Regions from separate parts of the Pan troglodytes genome. Here region 2 is linked to region 1. Evidence: chromatin contacts called from public Hi-C data. All regions are on one chromosome and are shown on one strand. Each heading gives the region's core, a stretch centred on a gene start, on an enhancer-like site or on the middle of the called end of the contact. The rest is flanking DNA. Distances are from core to core; before and after follow the strand shown.

Region 1 (6,773 bases), core at 1,236-3,735:
TCTGCCTCCCAAAGTGTGGCATTACAGGTGTGAGCCACCTTGCCCGGCCATACGAGCATCTTTAGTGATTATTAGATTATCTCAAGATTTTAAAATCATAGCTCCCTTTTGTAGTGTCTATCTAGCCCACCTGATCTTTTTCTGGAAAATTCTCCCTGTCTGTGGCTGAAGTGTAATGTTGCAGCCACATTTATTTTATATGACCCACCTCCTTCTGTGATCTCAAACACAAAAATAAGATGATCCTAGCTGGCCTAATCTGATTCTCTCTGTTTAAAAAAAAATGGCTTTAAGAACCAGATACAACATAGTCTCTTTGTTAGGAACATAAGCAGAAAGTGGTGTCATATTTGGCTAAACACTTGCAAAGAAATACAGAACATCAATCTATTGAGAGACAAGAAAAAAAATAAGGTACCAAAAGAATGACCTTGTCATAGATTTTCCTGTTTTAGATTTTCCAGTCCCTCCCAAGTCTTTTTCCCTTAGGTTGCTGGAGACAAATTTGTGCTCTTTAATAAATTTCCCTCTAACTAAGAGATCTAAGTGAGGTTTTTGTTGTCAAAAGCATGTTTAGATATTCTTGCATTGTTGATAAGTTAGACCTTTCTTCCTATTGAGTTTTTATTGTGGCTTTTCATATTAGTATGACAACATTTGGGATCAAGGAGGTTGTAAAATATTAGTAGTCTATAAGGGACATGCACTAGCTTTTGTCAGAATATACAATTTTGAGAAAAACTGAAGGATCTTTCCAATGGTACAGTCTTTGAAGTGTTTAATAGAAATTCTTAGAAAATTTTATTATATAAGAGTTTTGAATATCATAAGTGTCATAATAACATTACTGTAAAAAAAACCTTGACAATGAAAAATGTGTGTCTAAAAGAGACATAATCCTTATCTTTAGGATCATCATAATCTTGTTATGTTCTTTCTTTCTATCATATAATATATCCCTTGCTTATGGGTAGCTAAGTAGTTTTGCCATTTAATGAAATGACATTTTAGGTCATTCTGAGTTATTTCACATTACTATTTAAAGGGCATAGGAAATAGCTACCTTATGAACATGCTGTCTTTGTTTATCCATCTTATATAATGAACTTGAATCCCAGAAGAAGAGGGGACTTCTACAGTAGGAGGAGAACCTATCTGTCAGAATGTTTAAATTAATTGTGATTTATTAATGGATCAATTTAACAAATATTTATTGAGCACCTACCATGTGCCAGGGATTATTTTAGATATTGGGGATGCAGCAGTGAACAAAATGAAGTTCTAACATGTGAGGTTGAAACAGAAAGGAAACAACTAAATAAGTACATGTATACTACGTCAGATAATAAATACGAGGGAGACAAGGCAGGGCTGGGTACAGCAGCTCATGCCTATAACCCCAGCACTTTGGGAGGCTGAGGCAGGAGGATTGCTTGAGCTCAGAAATTTGAGACCAGCCCGGGCAACATAGCAAGACCTCATCTTTACAAATAATTAAAACATTAGCCAGGCATGGTGATGCTCAACTGTGGTCCCAGCTACAGTTGCTGAGGTGGGGGGATTGCTTGAGCCTGGGTAGTCAAGGCTGCAATGAGCAGTGATTGTGCCACTGCACTCCCTCCTGGACAACAGAGCAAGACCCCATCTCAAAAAAAAAAAAAAGGAAAAATGAAAAGAAAAAAGAGAAAAAGCAAAGTAAGAGATATAGGAATTGCCTTCATATGTATTTTTCCACAGTTTAAAATTTTCATAAAATCATAACTCTCTGACTTTATGTAGAAAGGATATCACACTGGAATGAACGTGTAGCTTTTTCTTGATGTAATCCAACCAATGGGAGCACAATTCTGGTACATAGGCTGTCTAGAATTTGAAAGAAATCAAAGAATTCATTTTGTTTTGCTGAGAAATTTTTAAGAAATCACATGGCTTTGTGTTATTATTATTACAAGATGACTGATCACTATTATGTCTTCTTTCACTTCTCAATTTCCCTCAGAACGCTACACCCAGATTACAGGTTCTGGAGGGTGGGGACCATGTCTGGGTTGTTTACTGATGTATTTCATAATTTGGCACATAGAGACCAATAATACTCCTTTAAATGAAGAAATTAATAATTACCATTGCGTGATATTGTGATTACATCATTTCCTCCCAATTTCCAAACTCCTAATAGAATAGAGAATAGATCAATTGTAGCAATTCGTTTCGAAGCAAAGACAACGCATGGTGGCGCTGCAGGCTAAGGCTTCAAAAAAAGGAAAAGGAAAAAGCCCATGAAATGCTACTAGCTACTTCAGACCTCTTTCAGCCTAAGAGGAAAGCCTGTTAGCAGAGCACGGACCAGTGTCTCCGGAGAATGCTATTCTCCTACATTTCCGGACAGGTTATCAACGCACAGATCGATCACTGCCTCTGTCCCATCGCTCCCTGAAGTAGCTCTGACTCCGGTTCCTTGAAAGGGGCGTGTACAGAAGTAAAGATGGAGCCTGCAGGGGAGCGCTTTCCCGAACAAAGGCAAGTCCTGATTCTCCTTCTTTTACTGGAAGTGACTCTGGCAGGCTGGGAACCCCGTCGCTATTCTGTGATGGAGGAAACAGAGAGAGGTTCTTTTGTAGCCAACCTGGCCAATGACCTAGGGCTGGGAGTGGGGGAGCTAGCCGAGCGGGGAGCCCGGGTAGTTTCTGAGGATAACGAACAAGGCTTGCAGCTTGATCTGCAGACCGGGCAGTTGATATTAAATGAGAAGCTGGACCGGGAGAAGCTGTGTGGCCCTACTGAGCCCTGTATAATGCATTTCCAAGTGTTACTGAAAAAACCTTTGGAAGTAATTCGAGCTGAACTACTAGTGACAGACATAAACGATCATTCTCCTGAATTTCCTGAAAGAGAAATCACCCTGAAAATCCCAGAAACTAGCTCCCTTGGGACTGTGTTTCCTCTGAAAAAAGCTCGGGACTTGGACGTGGGCAGCAATAATGTTCAAAACTACAATATTTCTCCCAATTCTCATTTCCATGTTTCCACTCGCACCCGAGGGGATGGCAGGAAATACCCAGAGCTGGTGCTGGACACAGAACTGGATCGCGAGAAGCAGGCCGAGCTCAGATTAACCTTGACAGCGGTGGACGGTGGCTCTCCACCCCGATCTGGCACCGTCCAGATCCTCATCTTGGTCTTGGACGCCAATGACAATGCCCCGGAGTTTGCGCAGGCGCTCTACGAGGTGCAGGTCCCAGAGAACAGCCCAGTAGGCTCCCTAGTTGTCAAGGTCTCTGCTAGGGATTTAGACACTGGGACAAATGGAGAGATATCATACTCCCTTTATTACAGCTCTGAGGAGATAAACAAACCTTTTGAGCTAAGCAGCCTTTCAGGAGAAATTCGACTAATTAAAAAACTAGATTTTGAGACAATGTCTTCGTATGATCTAGATATAGAGGCATCTGATGGCGGGGGACTTTCTGGAAAATGCTCTGTCTCTGTTAAGGTGCTGGATGTTAACGATAACTTCCCGGAACTAAGTATTTCATCACTTACCAGCCCTATTCCCGAGAATTCTCCAGAGACAGAAGTGGCCCTGTTTAGGATTAGAGACCGAGACTCTGGGGAAAATGGAAAAATGATTTGCTCAATTCAGGATGATGTTCCTTTTAAGCTAAAACCTTCTGTTGAGAATTTCTACAGGCTGGTAACAGAAGGGGCGCTGGACAGAGAGACCAGAGCCGAGTACAACATCACCATCACCATCACAGACTTGGGGACTCCAAGGCTGAAAACCCAGCACAACATAACAGTGCTGGTCTCCGACGTCAATGACAACGCCCCCGCCTTCACCCAAACCTCCTACACCCTGTTCGTCCGCGAGAACAACAGCCCCGCCCTGCACATCGGCAGCGTCAGCGCCACAGACAGAGACTCAGGCACCAACGCCCAGGTCACCTACTCGCTGCTGCCGCCCCAGGACCCGCACCTGCCCCTCGCCTCCCTGGTCTCCATTAACACAGACAACGGCCACCTGTTCGCCCTCAGGTCGCTGGACTACGAGGCCCTGCAGGCTTTCGAGTTCCACGTGGGCGCCACAGACCGCGGCTCCCCGGCGCTGAGCAGCGAGGCGCTGGTGCGAGTGCTGGTGCTGGACGCCAATGACAACTCGCCCTTCGTGCTGTACCCGCTGCAGAACGGCTCCGCGCCCTGCACCGAGCTGGTGCCCCGGGCGGCCGAGCCGGGCTACCTGGTGACCAAGGTGGTGGCGGTGGACGGCGACTCGGGCCAGAACGCCTGGCTGTCGTACCAGCTGCTCAAGGCCACGGAGCCCGGGCTATTCGGCGTGTGGGCGCACAATGGCGAGGTGCGCACCGCCAGGCTGCTGAGCGAGCGCGACGTGGCCAAGCACAGGCTAGTGGTGCTGGTCAAGGACAATGGCGAGCCTCCGCGCTCGGCCACCGCCACGCTGCAAGTGCTCCTGGTGGATGGCTTCTCCCAGCCCTACCTGCCGCTCCCAGAGGCGGCCCCGGCCCAAGCCCAGGCCGACTCGCTTACCGTCTACCTGGTGGTGGCGTTGGCCTCGGTGTCGTCGCTCTTCCTCTTCTCGGTGCTCCTGTTCGTGGCAGTGCGGCTGTGCAGGAGGAGCAGGGCGGCCTCGGTGGGTCGCTACTCGGTGCCCGAGGGCCCCTTTCCAGGGCATCGGGTGGACGTGAGCGGCACCGGGACTCTGTCCCAGAGCTACCAGTACGAGGTGTGTCTGACGGGAGGCTCTGAAAGTAATGATTTCAAGTTCTTGAAGCCTATATTCCCCAATATTGTAAGCCAGGACTCTAGGAGGAAATCAGAATTTCTAGAATAATGTAGGTATCTGTAGCTTTCCTACCGTCTGTTAATTTTGTCTTCCTCACTTTTCACCTTAGTTTTTTTTAACCCTTTAGTAATCTTGAATTCTACTTTTTAAAAAATTTCTACTGTTGTCTTTAGTAATGTTACTCATTTCCTTGGTCTGATTGTTAGATAGTTTTCAAATTATTGTATTATTATAAATATTTTATATCAGGAAAGTTCATATTTCTGAATAAATTAATAGTATTCATTCCTGAAGGGTAATATGAAAGTTAACCCCACCTAATAAACATAACTCTAATTCTGAAAGTACCTTTCACACTATATGACACTACATAAGAATGTATGATTTTTGAAGTCATATTTTAAGGTTTTTTATAGTTTTTCTTATTCACACAGCTCTGACTTTTTGACAAAAGTTTGGGGTGTAATCATTTCATATTTATCCATGTGTAATTTCTTCCAAGCTTCATATTTGGAGTTTTGTTTTTTCCAATAAGGAGCAACATGGATAAGTTTAAGCTACTCTTTTCAAGATCACACTTGTAAGCATTAGATTTTCATTCTAAAACACATATGTCATCTCATAAAAATATATCTGCATAGTGTATTCTTTCTCATGTAAATTAACATAGAAAAGACTAATGGGTTCTTCCTTATCTCTATCTAATGTTATGATCCTATTTGGGGGACTGGACAGGCTTTCTAATACCCAGATTTACTGTGTTTAAGGTGTTCGTATAAGGCCAATAGACACTAGGACCAAGTAATGCATCTCCTGCAATTTCCTCTTTCCACAGCAGGAAAATCTTAACTGAGTTCCAAACTCTGGGCTTAGAGGAGTTTCTGATGGTACAGTATGCCACCATCTACTTGTCTTTGGATGGCAACATTGTTCTGATTCATAAGGAATTTGAAAGAAAATACATTGTAGAATTCATATTAAACAAAATTTATTAAAGGATATGTTGGTGAAGGAGTTGAATTATTTGAGGAAAAAACATCTGCTCTCTTGTCAGGACTTTTCTGTCTCCAGGAGCTTCTCAACTTTGCAGATACTCTAGAATGGTATTGCATGCAAAATAATGACCGCCAAGATGTTCCTGCCCTAATCCCCAGAACCTATGAATATGTTATATTGCAAAGAAATTAAGGTTCAAACAGAATTAAGGTTGCCAATCAGCTAAACGTAAAATAGGGAGATTCTCCTAGATAATCTGGGTGGGTCTATTTCAATCAGTGGAAAGGCCATAAAAGCAGAGTTGAGTCTTCCCTGAGATGAAAAAGAAATTTTGTTTAAGGACAGCAGCTTCAGCTTATGCCCCAGAATTCCAGTCTGCCCCTCGTAACTGCCTGCTGTACAGATTTTGGACTTGTCCAGCCACGTTTCAAAACTGAATAAGTCACTTTCTTGCAATAAATTGATTACTATACATCTGCTGCCTGTTTCTCTGGCTGAACTCCAACTAACACAGATTTTGATACCTGGAAGTGGGATGCTACTGTAATAAACACTTAAAATGTGCAGGTGGCTTCTGAATTGGACAGTGGGCAGAGGCTGGAAGAACTTTGACAGGCATGACAGAAAAAGTCTCGCTTGCTTTGGACAGAGTGTTAGCAGAAATATGGTGTTAACAAATCTGCTAGTAAGGACTCAGAATGAAGTGAGGAGCATGTTGGAGAAACATGTTGCCTTAGAGAATACCACATCACTTTAAATAGATTGTAAGTAGAAATATGGATGTTAAAGTCTCTGCTGGTGAGGGTACAGAAATGAGGAAAATATTATTGGAAATTGAAGAAAAGGGAATCCTTTTACATGGTGGAAGAAAAATTAGCTGAATTGTGTCCTGTAGTTATGTAGAAAGAACTTTTAAGCAATGAACTTGGGAGATTTCACTGAGATTTTCAGGCAAAGGGTTGAATGTATAGCCTGT
Region 2 (6,165 bases), core at 2,399-4,898, 160 kb after region 1:
CAGAGGTACTTCCATCTTCTCCGTGATTGCCTATGACCCTGATAGCAATGAGAATTCTAGAGTTATTTACTCCTTGGCAGAGGATACCATCCAAGGGTCTCCTCTCTCCACCTATGTCTCTATTAACTCGGACACTGGCGTGCTGTATGCTCTGTGCTCCTTTGACTATGAGCAGTTTAGAGATTTGCAAATGCAGGTGATGGCAAGTGACAGTGGAAGCCCACCACTTAGCAGCAATGTGTCATTGAGACTGTTTGTTTTGGACCAGAATGACAATGCCCCGGAAATCCTGTACCCTGCCCTCCCCACTGATGGTTCTACTGGTGTGGAGCTGGCACCCCGCTCTGCAGAGCCTGGCTACCTGGTGACCAAGGTGGTGGCAGTGGACAGAGACTCAGGCCAGAATGCTTGGCTCTCCTACCGCCTATTCAAGACCAGTGAGCCAGGGCTCTTCTCGGTGGGGCTGCACACAGGTGAAGTGCGCACAGCTCGGGCCCTGCTAGATAGAGATGCGCTCAAACAGAGCCTTGTGGTGGCTGTACAGGACCATGGCCAGCCCCCTCTCTCGGCCACTGTCACGCTCACAGTAGCCATAGCTGACAGCATCCCAGACATCCTGGCTGACCTGGGCAGTCTTCAGATCCCTGCAGACCTGGAGGCCTCAGACCTTACCCTCTACCTCGTTGTGGCTGTGGCAGTCGTCTCCTGTGTCTTCCTCACCTTCGTTATCACGCTGCTGGCCCTCAGGCTGAGGCACTGGCACTCCTCGCATCTGCTGCGGGCTACCAGTGATGGGTTGGCTGGTGTGCCCACCTCACACTTTGTGGGTGTAGATGGGGTTCGAGCTTTCCTACAGACCTATTCTCAGGAGTTCTCCCTCACCGCTGACTCAAGGAAGAGTCACCTGATCTTCCCCCAGCCCAACTATGCAGACACACTCATCAGCCAGCAGAGCTGTGAGAAAAATGAGCCTTTGTGCGTCTCTGTTGATTCCAAGTTTCCTATAGAAGACACCCCTTTGGTTCCGGTGAGTTCATTTTTTTTCTTTCTTTCTTTTCTTTTTTTGTTTTTTGTTTTGTTTTGTTTTTGAGACAGAGTCTTACTCTGTTACCCAGGCTGGAATGCAGTGGTGTGATCTCGGCTCATTGCAACCTCCGCCTCCCAAGTTCAAGCGATTCTCCTGCCTCAGCCTCCCAAGTAGAGTAGCAGGGACTAGAGTAGAGTAGCTGGGACTAGAGTAGAGTAGCTGGGACTACAGGCCTCCCAAGTAGAATAACTGGGACTACAGGCACGTGCCACCACGCCCGGCTAATTTTTTGTGTGTTTTTAGTAGAGACGGGGTGTCACCATGTTGGCCAGGCTGGTCTTGAATTCCTAACCTCAAGTGATCCACCCACCTCAGCCTCCCAAAGCACTGGGATTACAGGCGTGAGCCACTGCGCCTGGCCCTTAACTTTCTATTATAGTTAGCTTTCTCTTTAACTGTCTGTACTTAAGGTAGTATAAGTTGATATTAGTGTGTTTCTCATCACTTTTCACTGGGCCTAATTGTTGCTCCAACACTGAAAGGAGGCATTTATTAGTTATATTTGCTGATATAACTTTCATGTTCTCATAATTAACCTGCTGTCAACATAAACCATACTTCATGGGGTAGCTCTCAGCCTGCATTGACATGGGCTTTTTGGGTAGGGTTGCTTCATTGGTTGCAGTGGACTCATATCATAAAATTCTTACTCCTTTTTTTTTTTTAAGAGATGGGGGTGTCATTCTGTTGTCCAGGGTGGAATGCAGTGGTGTGAGTAAAGCTTACTGCAGTCTCAACCTCCTTCGCTTATGCAATCCTCCCACCTCAGCCTTCACAGTAGCTAGGACTGAGGTGGGAGGGCTAGCAAGCTATGTTGCCCAGACTGGTCTCAAACGATCTTCCTGCTTCAGTTTCCCAAAGCACTGGGTGAGGTGTGAACCACCTCACCCAGCAAATTCTTACTCCTACGATCATTTATTCAGGTCATACTATGTTTGTAAGGGTAAACTGATAAAAAGGTAAATGTATTCTTCTTAGAGAAACAGCTGAAAGCCCAGATTTATTGCTTCTATTCTTCCATTTCTATGACAGGAAAACACCTCTTTGAGGTTATATTTTTCAGATCACAAGTGTGTAAAGTCTGTTTGTGTTTACAGATATTTTCTGACGAAGATTCAAACTTTAGTTATCCACTTCCAAACCCTAGTAAACCAATTTTTTCCCTTTAATGGTGAAAGTTGTCACATCTTTTATTCTCATATCTTCAAAGGTCTCAATTTCCTAATGCTTTAATGTTAAATTATGGAGAATAGTAGGACATTCTTCTTTTCTATAGTATATGCTTGCTCAAGAGAAGTTTCTAAGACTGGACACTGTGAAATGACAAAACAAGGAATTAAAAATATTTCTCTCACATATATTATTTCTGGCTCAATTCTCCAACTTTTGAGTCTAGAAATGAACTTGCATATCAGATATAATTTAAGAAAATATTCTCAGGAACTGCTGGGAAGATTCTAAAACTATTTTACTGTTTTTAGCTATAAGGAAGAGAATAATGTATTATTTAATGTTATTTTAAACATAGTGTTGTTTCAAATAGTAAATAACATTTCACAAGACATTTGAAAATAAGCTTTGAAGTTGACTCAAAATTCTATGCTAAACATGTGATCCATAGATACACTGATGACTGCTGGCATTTCTGTGGAAATGAAGAATTGTTTTATTTGTTTGTAATTATTTGGGTTTCAGTTGCTTTATTTTTAAGAAAAAAAAGCTAAAGTGTCTGGGAATCCTTTATGACATACAGACATTTTAATTATTTCAAACACGTTTTCCCCCTTAAGCGGGTAGCAAAAAAAATAAAGCATACTTCAGGCTCATGTTTTTAACCATGCAACAAGAAAATTGTTACAATTTCTGTTCTGAGGAGTAGCCTTCATACTTAGTATTTATAAATATTGAAATGTGTGTTAATTTGGGGAAAACATAACAGATATCCATGAAGGCTTGTATGTCATGGTAGGTAGTTACTATTCGATACCACAAAAATGTCTCTTGCCCTTAAAACCAGAACACGAGGCTCACCAGACAGATGACTGAATGGAGTATGGAAAATCTTTATTTCTGTTTTTCTTAGGCTATGTAGGACTTAACTTATTGTGCATTGGTAACAGATTGTAGAACATAAGCTGAAAGATAAAATTCTTGACCTTAATGTCTCATCTTAAAAAGAAGCATTGGTTGACATTCTATATCTCGTATTACTTAAAAATAATGGGGGAGCGCTGTGTATATTAAACAAAGATTGGCTTTGTGGTGATCATTGTTGAAGGTGGGGTGATGGCTATGTGAAGGTTCACTATATATACTCCCTACTGTTGTATAAGTTTGAAATTGTGCATAATAGATTTATTTAAAACACGAAGCATAGAAATATCTACTATAATATTATGGTGAGAGCAAAATTTGAGGGGAATGTACACCTGCATTTTCGAAGAATATATACATTTCGGAGACCGAATTCAAAATGAAAAACCGGGCTGCTGTCCCGCACGGAGCCTCTGGGCGCCGCTGTCGGCCAGTGCAGAGCAAGCGCTGACGCCGGGGATCCGTCAGCCTCTGGCCTGGGATTCCCTGCGCAGCCAACAACAGAAAGAAGAAAACCAGCTCCCACACAGAGGCTCCCGGCTGCGCAGACCTTGCCCAGCACAGCGGATCGCTAGCTCCGAGACCCGGGACTCCTCCTGTCCTGGGCCGAATGCTCTTTTAGCGCAGTAGAGTGCACTTTCTCCAACTGGAAAAGCGGGGACCCAGCGAGAACCCGAGCGAACGATGGGAGGGAGCTGCGCGCAGAGGCGCCGGGCCGGCCCGCGGCAGGTGCTATTTCCTTTGCTGCTGCCTTTCTTCTACCCCACCCTGTGTGAGCCGATCCGCTACTCGATTCCGGAGGAGCTGGCCAAGGGCTCGGTGGTGGGGAACCTCGCTAAGGATCTAGGGCTCAGTGTCCTGGATGTGTCGGCTCGCAAGCTGCGAGTGAGCGCGGAGAAGCTGCACTTCAGCGTAGACGCGGAGAGCGGGGACTTACTTGTGAAGAACCGAATAGACCGTGAGCAAATATGCAAAGAGAGAAGAAGATGTGAGTTGCAATTGGAAGCTGTGGTGGAAAATCCTTTAAATATTTTTCATGTCATTGTGGTGATTGAGGATGTTAATGACCACGCCCCTCAATTTGATAAAAAGGAAATACATTTAGAAATTTTCGAATCTGCATCCGCTGGTACACGACTATCGCTTGACCCTGCCACGGATCCTGATATAAACATAAACTCAATTAAAGATTATAAGATAAACTCTAATCCTTATTTTTCATTAATGGTTAGAGTTAATTCCGACGGTGGCAAATACCCAGAGTTATCTCTGGAGAAACTCCTAGACCGGGAAGAACAGAGATCTCATAGCTTGATATTGACTGCCTTGGACGGAGGGGACCCACCAAGAAGTGCCACCGCTCACATAGAAATTTCTGTCAAGGATACCAATGATAACCCCCCGGTTTTCAGCAGAGACGAATATAGAATTAGTCTTAGTGAAAATCTGCCCCCTGGGTCCCCTGTGTTGCAAGTGACAGCCACTGACCAGGATGAGGGGGTCAATGCTGAGATAAACTACTACTTCCGAAGCACTGCCCAGAGCACAAAACACATGTTCTCATTGGATGAGAAAACAGGTATGATTAAGAATAACCAGTCATTTGATTTTGAAGATGTAGAAAGGTACACCATGGAAGTGGAAGCGAAGGACGGAGGTGGTCTCTCTACCCAGTGTAAAGTAATCATAGAAATCCTGGATGAAAACGACAACAGCCCAGAAATAATCATCACTTCTCTCTCTGATCAGATTTTGGAGAATTCACCTCCAGGAATGGTTGTTGCCCTCTTCAAAACACGGGATCTGGATTTCGGAGGAAATGGAGAAGTCAGGTGTAATATAGAAACAGACATTCCATTCAAGATTTATTCTTCTTCCAATCACTACTACAAACTGGTGACTGATGGAGCCCTGGACCGAGAGCAGACACCAGAATACAATGTCACCATCGTAGCCACTGACAGGGGCAAGCCGCCCCTTTCTTCCAGTAGAAGCATCACCTTGTATGTCGCTGACATCAACGACAACGCCCCAGTTTTCGACCAGACGTCCTACGTGGTCCACGTGGCCGAGAACAACCCGCCAGGAGCCTCCATTGCGCAAGTGAGCGCCTCTGACCCGGATTTGGGGCTCAATGGCCACATCTCCTACTCTATAGTGGCGAGTGACCTAGAGCCCCTGGCGGTGTCGTCATACGTGTCAGTGAGCGCGCAGAGCGGGGTGGTGTTCGCGCAGCGCGCCTTTGATCACGAGCAGCTGCGCGCCTTCGCGCTCACGCTGCAGGCCCGCGACCACGGCTCGCCCACGCTCAGCGCCAACGTGAGCCTGCGCGTGTTGGTGGGAGACCGCAATGACAACGCACCGCGGGTGCTGTACCCAGCTCTGGGTCCTGACGGCTCCGCGTTCTTCGATATGGTGCCTCGCTCTGCAGAGCCCGGCTACCTAGTGACTAAGGTGGTAGCGGTGGACGCCGACTCGGGACACAACGCCTGGCTGTCCTACCACGTGCTGCAGGCCAGTGAGCCCGGACTCTTCAGCCTGGGGCTGCGCACTGGGGAGGTGCGCACGGCTCGAGCCTTAGGCGACAGGGACGCAGCCCGCCAGCGCCTGCTGGTCGCTGTGCGTGACGGTGGACAGCCGCCACTCTCTGCCACCGCCACGCTGCATCTGGTCTTCGCAGACAACTTGCAAGAGATACTGCCAGACCTCAGCGACCGCCCTGTACTCTCTGACCCCCAGGCTGAACTGCAGTTTTACCTGGTGGTGGCCTTGGCCTTAATCTCAGTGCTCTTCCTCCTCGCCGTGATTCTGGCCATTGCCTTGCGCCTGCGACGCTCTCTCAGCCCTACTACTTGGGACTGCTTCCATCCTGGTCTCTGTGTCAAGTCTGGACCTGTAGTTCCCCCCAACTACAGTGAGGGGACTTTGCCTTATTCTTATAATCTGTGCATTGCACATACGGGTACAAAAGAGTTTAATTTCCT

Evidence for each region. Hi-C and Micro-C count contacts between places; a contact is called where the count stands out from the background.
Region 2: a Hi-C map of induced pluripotent stem cells shows a contact between it and region 1, with 2.5 times the contacts expected there. The contact joins the promoter of PCDHGB6 here to the promoter of PCDHB15 in region 1. A contact is called at or near these places in 3 of 7 Hi-C or Micro-C datasets (induced pluripotent stem cells and stem cell-derived neural progenitor cells) and 1 of 1 datasets of contacts at active chromatin or transcription factors (stem cell-derived excitatory neurons).

Annotation. Positions count from the first base shown.
Region 1 is chr4:138,965,193-138,971,965 of NHGRI_mPanTro3-v2.0_pri, forward strand. It overlaps PCDHB15 (protocadherin beta 15), which reads left to right and starts at 2,486. Exons shown (of 1, transcript NM_001013011.2): 1 at 2,486-5,145. The coding sequence starts at 2,486. The coding sequence ends at 4,849.
Region 2 is chr4:139,125,843-139,132,007 of NHGRI_mPanTro3-v2.0_pri, forward strand. It overlaps PCDHGB6 (protocadherin gamma subfamily B, 6), which reads left to right and starts at 3,649. Exons shown (of 4, transcript NM_001082566.3): 1 at 3,649-6,165. The coding sequence starts at 3,866. All of the region lies in intron 2 of PCDHGA1 (protocadherin gamma subfamily A, 1), which reads left to right. The region is part of intron 1 of PCDHGA2 (protocadherin gamma subfamily A, 2); the gene reads left to right. All of the region lies in intron 1 of PCDHGA3 (protocadherin gamma subfamily A, 3), which reads left to right. It also overlaps PCDHGB1, PCDHGA4, PCDHGB2, PCDHGA5, PCDHGA6 and PCDHGA7, and 4 more genes.